Linked DNA regions of Danio rerio: region 2 is linked to region 1. A link is a contact called in public Hi-C data. All regions are on one chromosome and are shown on one strand. The core of a region is the stretch at or near the end of the contact, and the rest is flanking DNA. Distances in the headings are between cores, read along the strand shown.

Region 1 (6,529 bases), core at 1,877-4,376:
TGGCGACAGTGCTAGGTTGTGGCTGGAAGGATATCCGCTGTGTAAAACATATGCTGGAATAGTTGGTGGTTCATTCCACTATGGGACCCCTCATAAATAAGGGAGTAAGCCAAAGGAAAATGAATGAATGAATGAATTAATTAATTAATGTATTGCACGTTCACTTCTAATGTTAGTTAACTTTAGCATCCATAATGAACTCTTGAACTCATGAATTTTTACAGCAAGTCAGACAACAACCATCAAACTTGAATTTGATCATCACTTTACATCAGCTTTATCCACCTGATTATTAATGTGTAAATCATGTGTAACTTACCCACTCCATACAGCACTGCCACATTAAGGCTGTCGTCCTGGTCGAAGGCTGACAGCTCCTCGGTCAGTCTCTGAGCAGTCTCTCGATTCACTGCATTACGTGCCTCAGGACGGTTTATCCCAATAAGCATCACTGCACCCCTTCTCTCAGAAACTACTGGGCCATTAGAACCTGTCACAATCATAGGACTGAACATTTATATTCATGCTAAATTAATCTGTTGAAATGTGCTGTACATACAATAGAGGGCAATTTAAAAATGATAGATAGATAGATGGATGGATGGATGGATGGATGGATGGATGGATGGATGGATGGATGGATGGATGGATGGATGGATGGATGGATGGATGGATGGATGGATGGATGGATGGATGGATGGATGGATAGATAGATAGATAGATAGATAGATAGATAGATAGATAGATAGATAGATAGATAGATAGATAGATAGATAGATAGATAGATAGATAGATAGATAGATAGATAGATAGATAGATAGATAGATGGATGGAAAGATAGATAGATAGATAGATAGATAGATAGATAGATAGATAGATAGATAGATAGATAGATAGATAGATAGATAGATAGATAGATAGATAGATAGATAGATAGATAGATAGATAGATAGATAGATAGATGGAAAGATAGATGGAAAGATAGATGGAAAGATAGATGGAAAGATAGATGGACAGACACCTTATACAGGTGAATTTTTGAGGCCATCTATTCAGCCTATTTATTTACTTATTTGTAAATGTGTATAAATTCATATTTATTCAACGTTTTATGTTAATTTAAGTGATATTATTGAATAATCATTTTAGTCTATTTAGGTACAACAACATTTTTAACAATATATTTTCTATGTATATTAGGGGATGTATTATAGCGCTACTAAAATGATTTAATAAATTGCTTTTTGATTTAAATTTAAATTAGACTATAGGTCATTTAAAATAAATATTAAAATGTAATTTCACAGCAAAAAATTACAACACAACCTAAGTTTAAAAACGTACAACACAATTTGTAACATTATATTTTCAATGTATTGTAGCAGATGTACTATAGCGCTACTGTAGTTTTGTTTACCAAACAAATGTTTCTAGTTGGATTTACATTGTAAACCTTAAAAGTGCTGACGTTTTTTTTTTTTTAGTAATAATTTTTCATCTCCTATACACTGAATATCCTAAGACCTTTAGTGTCTGAACATTACAACAATTTTAATATTTTTTTTACTCTCATTTTCATTTGAGATTATTATTAATAATGAGGTTTTTATTAAAATTAGGTGTTTATTAAAACAACCCATATTTGCGTCTGCATGTAATTCCAAAACACTGTGTAATATTAATAATTTAATTATAATAATTTTCTTTAGTTACACCAAATTTGACTTGTTTTCAGCAAAAATGGTTTACATGGATATTGACATGAGACATGTACACGTCGTGTACATAAATCCAAAATAACTCTGAGTATATGCAATTGTATAAAATATGCTTGATGGTTTCAATATCACTTTCTGTGTAACACACACATACATACATACATATACATACATATATATATATATATATATATATATATATATATATATATATATATATATATATATATATATTTTTTTTTTTTTTTTTTTTTTTTTTTTTGATGATGAAAATATGAAACCACAATCAGGAGATCAATATAAGAGAGATACAAAAGAGGGAAAATACAAGCTACATTAACTGCAGACAGAAAAAATACTAACAAAGAAAGGGGTGAGTAAATTACAATTGTATAAAAGTGTATCAAAATAAATAAATTAGGAGCATTACAGGAAAGCTAAATCAAAGCAGAGTCAATACACAACAGTTCTTCATATAGTACCATAAATCGGACACATTTTTTGTTGTTAAACAAAGATTTGAGCAGCGTCAACTTCAATCAGAAAATTAGGGATTGAAGCCATGCGTTTAAAAAAAGTAAAATATATATTCTTTAGCTTTATGTGCAGATTCTCGTGTAATATAAATAGTAAGTTACGAGGCTCGACTAGTTCTGTGCATTGCGTCACAACTCTGCTTTCGTTTCTGTATGCCCTAAATAAGTTAATAAGGTCAACCGTAGCGTTAGGTATTTCTAAATAATCTTTCCTTTCTTGCTACTTAAACACTGGGTAACATTAACGATATGTCGTCTTTAACTGGAACTTAGAGGAAGATTGAAAGCTATTCACCCATTGCACTATTGCTGAAGTCCAACTCAGCTTACAAGAGTCTCAGGTAAAAGTTATTTGATTGGTCAGTTGTGAACATTACAGTCCCCTCCTACGTTCACGGGCGTTTCTGAATGTGTGGGTGTTTCCAAACTGGTGATTTTTTTTTTTCTAAACCATGCAATGAAAATGATCTCCCTTAATGAACCCCCGCCTAACCCAACCTAAACCCAATCAGGTGACATGTTGTCAGAACGCCTCTCCATTTTGGCCTCGCCTACCGGTCAGGTTACTCCCACTAAGTTACTTTCATACAGACCTGTAGTGAGTTCCTCCAAAGTCCAAACTTTAAGTTTTTGCTGACCTCTACCGACAAAGGGGGAAACTTTGTTTTTACTTTACCTGAGCTCGTAGTTTTTCTTTCCTTGTTTGAAGTGCTGCTGTTAAATCTTTGTCCTTTCACGTAGTTTAAACTCAGGATCGCCCTCCTAAAGGCACTATTAACTGACATTCTCCCTAAAGTTAGAGCCATAATTAAGGAGAAACTGTTAACGTGTGTCTCATCTGTGTTTTGCGTAGTTTAAAGTGGTATATTGCGTCAAACTTCACTTTTTTTACGACAAGAAATAATAATAATAAACGACACTTCAGAATTCAGAATGCCAAATTAAAAGTCACTCAGATAACGGCATTAATTCAGTTCAATTAAATTCAAGTTTATATGTTATTTCACTATAATTATTGTTTACAAAAGCCCATTTATACATTAAAATGACATTGGAAAAAAATTAAGGTTATGTTGCGTCAATACTAAGTAATGCATGTATAAATTACATTAATGCAGTGTTTCTAAACCACATTCCTGGAGGACTAACAACACTGCATGTTTTGGATGTCTCCTTTGTCTGTTACACCCATTACAGTTCCTTCAGTCTCTGCTAATGAGCTGATTATCTAAATCAGGTGTGTTTGGTTAAGATCATGCAACATGTACAGAGCTGATGGTCCTCCAGGAACATGGTTGAGAAACACTGCATTAATGTAGCCTACGTATAGAATGCACTTTCAATCACAAAACTTTTATTCATTCATTCTCAGTCCCTTTATTAATCTGGGGTCGCCGCAGCAGAACAAACCGACAACTTGTCTAGCATATGTTTTACGCAGCGGATGCCCTTTCAGCCGCAACCCAACACTGGGAAACATCCAAACACCCTCATTCATACTCGTACACTACGACCAATTTAGTTTATTCAATTCACCTGTACCACATGTCTTTAGACTTGTGGGGGAAACCGGAGCACCCGTAGGAAACCCACACAAACACTGGGGGAACATACTGGGAGAAACTCCACACAGAAATGCCAACTGACTGGAACCAGTGACCTTCTTGCTGTGAGGCAACAGTTCTAACCACTGAGCCATTGTGTCGCCTAATGAATAAACACTTTTAACGTAATATTAACTGCAATAAATGAGTTAATTCTTTAGAAAAGTAATTTGTTTGTATCTTCTAGATAAAGTTATAGTTTATTTATTTATGTTTAATATTAGTTAGGCGACGCAGTGGAGCAGAAGTGCTGTCGCCTTACAGCAAGAAGGTCGCTGGTTCGAGCTGATTCAGTTGGCGTTTCTGTGTGGAGTTTGCATGTTCTCCCTGCGTTCGCGTGAGTTTCCTCAGGGTGCTCCGGTTTTCCCAATGTCCAAAGACATGCGGTACAGGTGAGTTGAGTAGGTTAAATTGTCTGTAGTGTATGAGTGTGTATGTTTCCCAGAGATGGGTTGCAGCTGGAAGGGCATCCGCTGCATAAAACATGTGCTAGATAAGTTGGCGGTTCATTCCGCTGTGGCGACCCCAGATTGATAAAGGGACTAAGCCAACAAGAAAATTAATGAATTAATAATATTAGTTACTATTTTCTCCTGATATATAGCGGGACCTGTATTTTGAAATTCAAAGACATTTTCCCCTGACCCGGATGTGTAAACGCGATCCATCCTCAACATGCCTCTCATTCATTTCGTGTTTTTTCGTTTGTTTTGAAGGTAAAGTGTTGGCTTTTCTTTCCAAATTACGTAAACCAAACGCAGATGAGATGTTTTAAGTACTACCCGGTCGTCATTCCATTCAGTTAATACTTTATTTTCATGGACTAATCTGATGTTTGAAGATACTGACGCTTTATGGTCCAGTTCACGCGAAGTTTTCTTGTAGACAGTAATCGAGATAACGTTAGTCAACTGAAACACAACCCAGAGGAGGACTTCAACAGTTTCCCCCCCTGCTGCTCATAATGTCTTTAGCTGGTGCGCTGTGGTTTGCAGTTCAGGATGATTTATTAACAAATGGTGTATGTAACAACACAACATCATCCAACATCAGCAACAAAAAACCAGACAAACAGCCCAGCACCAGCGAGCCCATCTCTGCTCCCGAGATCCACTCTGTGCTGGGCGGACTGGACGATCACTTCCTTTCACGCTGGTTACATCTCAACCGACAGTGTCTGCGGTTCATCATCGATTTCATCCAGGCCCGTTTTAAAAAAGACATATTTGCGTCCAGCCACAAGCCGAACTTGTCCGAGGCCAACATTCTGGCCGCACTTGCCTACTACGCACAGGGGTCTCTGCCAAATAAAGTCACAGACCGTCTGAGAATCGATCAGAAAACAGCATGCGAGGCGGTGAAGGCCACCACCAAACTCTTATCAGACTTAACCCCCGAATTCATCACATTCCCGAACAGTTATAACGACCGCATGGGTGCCGCACAAGCCTTCAAGAACCTGAGCGGCATCCCGCATGTGGTGGGAGTGTTGGGGTATTTGCACATAAGGGTGAGACCTCCCGTCTTGGAGGAACGCATGTATGTGAATACTCTGGGTTATCATTCAATCATGGTGCAGGTCATATTCGACGCGGACGGGAATCTCTTTAGTGTGGAGCAGTGCTGTCCTGGGGGAACTCCTGAACACTCTGTTTGGGAAAACTCGGACATTGGCAGACAGTTCAGCATATTTCAACACGGGCACACGTGGATCATTGGTAAGAACCATTGGGAACAACTAATAAACCTTTAGTTTTCTTATTTTACCTTAAATCCTATAGGTCAGGGGTTCCCAAAGTTTTCAGCCCACGACCCCCAAAATAACAACGTCAGTGACTCACGACCCCCACTAATTTCAAAGGTGGTTGTAAACACAAATGTTCAATGCAACGGCACACACACACACACACACACACACACACACACACACCAATAAGCCTATATAAACATAAGCATATTGACAGCACTAAAAAGTGCAACAGTCTTAACATCTATAAACCATTTAAGGGATGTAATCAAAACAATGGTCCTAACATACTTCCTGTTTTACATTTTTAATTTCTATATTTTCTTAGAATCTATAAAGAGCTACATATTGATAAATAATGTCATGATAGCTGTTTTTACGTTAAGTTATGAATGAATTGCTTCTTGTTACAGTTATGAAATAGCTTGATCACCACATTGAAATGGTCTATATATATATTTTATAGTCATTTATTGATTTAATTTAATATAATCTTCGCTTAATAAGACTGGTCAACACAATGTTTACACCAGGAGTCTGTTTTAATTATGGAGCCCATCACTCGGAGGTCATTCTCAATGTTTAGTCTCCTGTATTCATCTTTAATGTGTTTGAGTGACATAAAGGTGTTGAAAGTTAAGACTGGTGCTGTAAAATCAATTTGCTGCAAATGATGCTACTGCTGTGGGGATAATCTAATGTAAAAACCCAAGGAATGGCCATCCAATGAGGAAAAAAAATGAAATTGGTGGCTATTAATTTGCATTTTAATATACTCTTTTTTTAATTCTGTCAGTTATGGCTAAATAGTACTTTTAATGGCTTATTAAAATTGATTTGATTTTTGAAAATCACCCTGCGGCTGCTCAGGGACCCCATCCTCCACTTTGGGAACCATATGTAATGGTAACAAATTGAGATGAA
Region 2 (6,529 bases), core at 1,923-4,422, 130 kb before region 1:
AGGGGGTTTCTTCGAGACGAAGATATTGCGATGAGAAAAGTCTGGTTATTTATAGCGAGTTAAGGATCGTCTGATAGGATAATCAGCTAAAGCTGGAACAGCTGTGAACAATCATAAGCACGTGATCCTCTCGAAATTTGTTTATAAATAAACTTTACTTAATTTCCAATGGTATTCTACTGAAGCCTGTTGGACAACATGGAGAGCAGTGAAAGGGGCACAGAACGTTGGCATTATGATTGGCCATATTTCCTGTCAATCAAACTGCTACAAAGGGTCAATTGCACCAATGGAATCAAGTGAGTGTGAAACCAATTACACTCAGACTTAGGCCCCCATGGCAAATACATCCAGGGTAAAGTCCTCTTTAGTCTGTGCAGAAGAATCAGCTCACCAAGAATATACAAACAAGTACAAGACAAGCTTCAAACATGCCCTCCCTGAACTGTGTGCGTGGTTGTCTAGACACAGGTGTTGCTCTTTCAAGAATTCCCGCCGCATGTATCCCAGACGGGAAAGGAAAACTGATAATTCCAGCAGATTTCCTGCAGAATTCTGGCTGGAGATTAGATTCTCAGCAGAAGAGACCCCATAAAACCCCAATACAATACTGATAGCCATGGTAACCTCTCAGTGCCGTGACCATCCATTCCAGATGAAAGCCTGTCTGAGATTGTTTCCATAACGACTGCTTGGCGTGAGCTGCTGTACTGGGTTTTCCCATGGCGGATTTTATAGCTGTTTGTCAGCATCCGTTCCTTGTAAGTGGATGTGTCCTTCAGCCATGAACTTCAACCTAAGCAAGAAGATGCTATATCTTACTTTAAAAAAATTAAAGAAAACCAAAAAAAAAATTTCTAAAAGTAAATAAGTGATGCCATTTTTATTGTATACGACAGTTTTGCATGAGGAAAATAAGGATGAATCTTTTTCAGATCAATGTGTTTAAAAGGATATCCTGAAGAACAGGGCAATGGTGTTTAGCTTAGTTGATGAACCATGTGCAAGTTCACAAAAGCACATTTTCTTCATTAATTTTTATTTGGCAGAAACGGTCTACTCTCAGATGAATTGTCAGGAAATACTTATTACTGAATATTAAAAACACTGAAATAATGTGCTGTATCTATGGTTACGGTAACTGACTGCTGAAATTCTGCTGACATTTGTGGTATTATTTCATTCTTTAAGCATGACAGTCTGCCACATTTGCTCGCTCTCGCATTTTCTCTCTCACTCACATCATAGTTAGTAATCTCTATCCATCATTTTAGCGAATGAAGAAAATAAACAGCTTGTCCTCCATTCTAATTAATGGTGTTTGGCAAGGACTGCAGCTTTAGTATTGCTGCCCTCTTGCCAAAATAATTATTGTTTACTTATTATTATTCACAATGTTTTGATGCTGCATAGTTTTTAAAGACTTCTTTTATTTAATTAATTATTAGGGCTTTAGGCTTCGCATTGGAAAAAAAAAACATGATTAAAGAAGTCACTAATAAGCATTTTGATATTACACTAATGTATTTTCATCTTAATTGATTTGTCTCTTTGTTTGTTTGAAAATACCTTAATCACATTCTGTAATGCATTGTGTAGTGATTAATGTGGAAAGGAAAAAGAAAAAATAATCCAGCTAATTGACTTGTTGGATGCTAAACATTTGGAACAGGGGTGCCCAAACTCGATCCTGGAGGGCCGGTTTACTGCAAAGTTTAGTTCCAACCACAATCAGTTTGGACACCCCTGGTTTAGAACATATTGAAAATGAACCTGTCGGTTAGTAAAATATTACATATCATTCATTCATTCATTATCTTTTTCTGGCTTAGTCCCTTTATTAATCCACAACAACCCAATATTTATTGGCTGTTAATTTTTTATATTTGTAAAGAGGTTTTCCCAGAATATTGGCTCATTTTGTTGGTTTTATACATTCAGTCAATGAAAAGCATATGTACATACATATATACATACATATATGCATACATATTTATATATATATATATATATATATATATATATATATATATATATATATATATATATATATATATATATATATATATATATATGTATATATATATATATATATATATGTATATATATATATATATATGTATGTATGTATATATATGTATGTATGTATATATATATATATATATATATATATATATATATATATATATATATATATATATATATATATATATATATATATATATATATATATATAACATCATTAGAATAAAATAATATGTAAATAAATGGGTGTTTTTATTTAAAAAATAGTTTACTATAATGTAGGCTAATTAAACATTAATATAAACTAAACATTTTTAATTCATATCTTAAACTTTTTTTAATTAGAAATGTTAGTAATTCAAAAATATTACAAATAAATAGCAATTTTCATTGTTTAGACCTGGGTGTCCAAACTCTGTCATGGAGGGCTGTCTTGCAGAGTTTAGCTCCAACTAGCTTCAACTCAACAGCCTGGAAGTTTCTAGTATATCTAGTAAGAGCTTGATTAGCTGGTTCAGGTGTGTTTGGTTAGGGTTAGAAGTAAACTCTCCAGGACACTGGCCCTCCAGAAACGGAGTTTGGACACCCCTGGTTTAGACTTAGGCTATATAACAGGGGTCACCAATCCTGGTCCTGGAGGGCCGGTGTCCCTACAGGGTTTTGCTCCAACTTGCCTCAACACACCTGCCTGGATGTTTCAAGTATACCAAGTAAGACCTTGATTAGCTTGTTCAGATGTGTTTGATTAGGGTTGGAGCTAAAATCTGCAGGACACCGGCCCTCCAGGAACAAGTTTGGTGACCACTGCTATATAAGATTCATACAATAAGCTATACAAAGTATTTTTACATTTAGTATAGGATTGGGTCTTTCGCACTTGCATGGGAGTCACAAATAAAACCACACAAAATCATACATTTTTCTTAATTTTCTGTATATTTTAGCACAATTAATATTCCTGAAATGCACTGTAAAACTTCATGGCTCTCATGAGCCTCCGTACAGCGGTGCCCCGGATGTGCGGACTTGATAAGGGCGCATGCGCACCAGATCAGATCTACAAATCATACGGCTCGCCGCCGGAGCAGTGATAATTGCTCTTTGGGTGTTCTAGATATCAACTCTCTCTACTCATAGCGGCGCACGCACTCACACACTCATATAAACTCACCGCTCCGCTTCATTCGCAGGCCCGGACAGTGTTGATCATGAAGCCGTTTTTAACGAGTTTTATTTATCTGGCGCTATTATGTAGTAGATTATCATGTGACAATGACACAGAGGAGGACGAGCACGCCAAACACACATATACGGTGGAGATGTTCAATGATGCCATCTCTACCGCTCCACACTTCGTCATGTTCTTCGCGCCCTGGTAAAACTGAACACCTTCAACAAACACTTTATGCATTAATATGTGATATTACATTAAGTGGTGAATGCATTGAGATATATCTCGTGTTACTTCTGGCTTAAACTCCTGAGATTTGTTCATGATCAACTTCGCCAGCCACTTTAAGTCTGCAGGCACGTTCATTATGAAATCAGTTGTGGGATAAAATGCATGCAAAGTTTGCGATGTTCGTTCATGTAAATGCCCGTTGATTAGTTAAAACTATAATAGTGGACTTTGGCTAAAAAGTTAAAATTCCTGCAGTCATAAAGTTTTAGTGTACGTGGCAGAACAAGAACAGCCATGACATCAGACATCACTTCCTCATCAGAAAAAAAAAAAAAAAAAAAATTCTAGGAATAGTTTTTGGATTTGACCATAAAATATTTAATATTTACTTTCTCATTCTGTGCCATGATAGGGCTTATTTAAAGTGCCTCGTTATCACCTCACTACAGTATTGTAGATGCATTAACTTAACACTGTTATGTTTAAAAAAAGAAAAGAAATCTGTGTTTTCATGCACAGTGTGCATTAATTTGCCTTTTACAAAGATACAGTATCTTTTTGTGTGTGTATATAAAAATATATACTTACCGTCCAATTTATTAGGTACACCTTACTAGTACCAGGTTGGACCTGCTTTTGCCTTCAGAACTTCCTTAATCCTGCATGGCATAGATTCAACAAGGTACTGGAAATATTCCTCAGATTTTGGTCCATATCCACATGATACACAGCATCACACAGTTGCTGCAGATTTGTCAGCTGCACATCCATGACGTGAATCTCCCGTTCCACCACATACTGTACCAAAGGTGCTCTGTTGGATTGAGATCTGGTGACTGCGGAGGCCATTTGAGTACAGTGAACTCATTGTCATGTTCAAGAAACCATGATTCGCGCTTTAGTGCGTTATCCTGCTGGAAGTAGCCATCAGATGATGGGTACACTGTAGTCATAAAGAGATGGACATGGTCAGCAATAATTCTCAAGTAGGCTGTGGCATTGACACGATGCTCAGTTTGTACTAATGGGCCCAGAGTGTGCCAAGAAAATATCCCCCACACCATTACACCATCACCATCAGTCTGAACCGTTGATGCAAGGCAGGATGGATCCATGCTTTCATGTTGTTGATGCCAAATTCTGATCCTACTATTTAAGTTTTGCAGCAGAAGTCCAGACTCATTAGACCAGGCAATGTTTTTATTTTTATTTTCTATTGTTCAATTTTGGTGAGCCTGTGTCAATTGTAGCCTCAGTTTCCTGTCCATACCAACCTTCTGCTGCTGTAGCCCATCCGCCTCAAGGTTCGACGGCGTTTAGAGATGCTCTTCTGCATACCTTGGTTGTAACGAGTGCTTATTTGAGTTGCTGTTGCCTTTCTATAAGCTGGAACCAGTCTGGCCATTCATCTCTGACCTCTGGCATCAACAAGGCATTTGCACCCACAGAATTGCCACTCATTGCCTATTCATTGAGTTGCTGCCATTTGGTTGGCTGATTAAAAATTTGTGTTAACGAGCAGTTGGACAGGTGTACCTAATAAAATGGCCGGTGAATGTATATATGACAACATATATCTTATTATATATAGAATACTTTTTTAATGTGTGCACATTATGGTGAGAGCACAAACTGCAAAATAGTTATTGTTAAGTCATATTCACCTATGTGTATTACTTTTAAAAATGAAATAATTTTAAAGTGACATGTTGAAGAGCTAAATATTCCTGTTGGACATTTTTCTTTTCTCAAATGTGAAGTGTATAATAAAAGTTAATTCAATTATTTTTATTTAGATTTTTTACATCTTAGAGCATTTCACTGCAACAGATTTAGTGATCTTCTAAAATAACTTTTGTAATATAAAGAGATGTATATGTAATAACCTAGTGAACAGTGTCTACATAGTGCTAAAAGTGTTCATGTTTGTTGTGTACAGGTGTGGTCACTGTCAGAGGCTGCAAGGAACCTGGAATGAGTTGGCAGACAAATATAACAGTATGGAGGCTCCTCCTGCGTATGTTGTGAAAGTCGACTGCACAAAAGACACTAAGTTTTGCTCCATTGAACATGGAATCCGTGGATACCCAACGTAAGCACCGTTTATAACAGCACATTATCTCCTCCAACCATCTCTTAAAGGATGATCAACTAACCTGACAGTCATGTGCTTATGGTAAAAGTTAAATGTGGTTTGATTAATCATTGACTGGCTAACTGTCCTGTGTTTGTCTTACAGTCTGAAGTTGTTTAAACCTGAGCAGGAGGCTGTGAAGTATCAGGGCCCACGAGACCTGCAGGCCCTGGAGAACTGGATGTTAAAAACCTTGCAGGAGGAACCTGAAGTAATCAAATTACTCTAGTTTGAGTATTTAGTCGAGGTCTTGTAATTGTCACTGTTAAATAGTTTGTTCTTATTTTATCTGTCCCTTTTTCATACCAGGAGCCCCAGAGTGAACCAGAGCCACCCAAAGTACCCGAACCCAAACAGGGCCTGTATGAACTCACAGCTACAAACTTCAAATCACACATCGCTAAAGGTAGAAGCTCATAATCAGCCTGCGACTTCTTCAATTTTTGAATGACAAACAATTTAAAGGGGATGTTACATGCTCAATCGCAATAATCTAGTGCCTTTAAAGCAGTACTGCATCCACTTTTTTTCTTAAAAATCTTTAGTTTTTTTATTATTTAAAAAAAGTTAGAGCATTCTGATTCTCATCCGAGGAGACCGAGTTGTGGGCAGACCTACTGAGTCTGAGTCATAGATTACATCCTGTCATATCACTGCATAAAACCAGGAAACGGCTTATAATCGTATCACGTTGACTCATACAATCACAGCACTCTGATCAATTTAGGTTGCCCCCTGGTGTGTACCATCACGCCAATGTGCTTAGAACATTCAAATTCATGCATTGTAAAAAGCACACTAGCTACGTTTCCATCCACCTATTTTTATGCACATTTAGGATATGCGCATTAATAATCGATTGATGGAAGTGTCAAGATGCACAACCATTTTGAAAATGCACATAAAAAATGCATGAGCATAACACTTTTACAGAACAAGTTCCAGTATGTGCGTTAAAAAAGGTCATG

The links. Hi-C and Micro-C count contacts between places; a contact is called where the count stands out from the background.
Region 2: a Hi-C map of hematopoietic stem cells shows a contact between it and region 1, with 4 times the contacts expected there. The contact joins the promoter of txndc5 here to the promoter of zgc:101569 in region 1. A contact is called at or near these places in 3 of 18 Hi-C or Micro-C datasets (caudal fin, hematopoietic stem cells and an unstated tissue).

What each region holds. Positions count from the first base shown.
Region 1 is chr24:8,037,563-8,044,091 of GRCz12tu, reverse strand. zgc:101569 reads right to left here and starts at 3,126. Exons shown (of 6, transcript NM_001005995.2): 1 at 2,931-3,126; 2 at 320-490. The coding sequence starts at 3,060. si:dkey-197c15.6 reads left to right here and starts at 4,512. Exons shown (of 2, transcript XM_692391.11): 1 at 4,512-5,576. The coding sequence starts at 4,823.
Region 2 is chr24:8,167,215-8,173,743 of GRCz12tu, reverse strand. txndc5 (thioredoxin domain containing 5) reads left to right here and starts at 3,172. Exons shown (of 10, transcript NM_213016.2): 1 at 3,172-3,400; 2 at 5,367-5,519; 3 at 5,667-5,772; 4 at 5,871-5,967. The coding sequence starts at 3,234.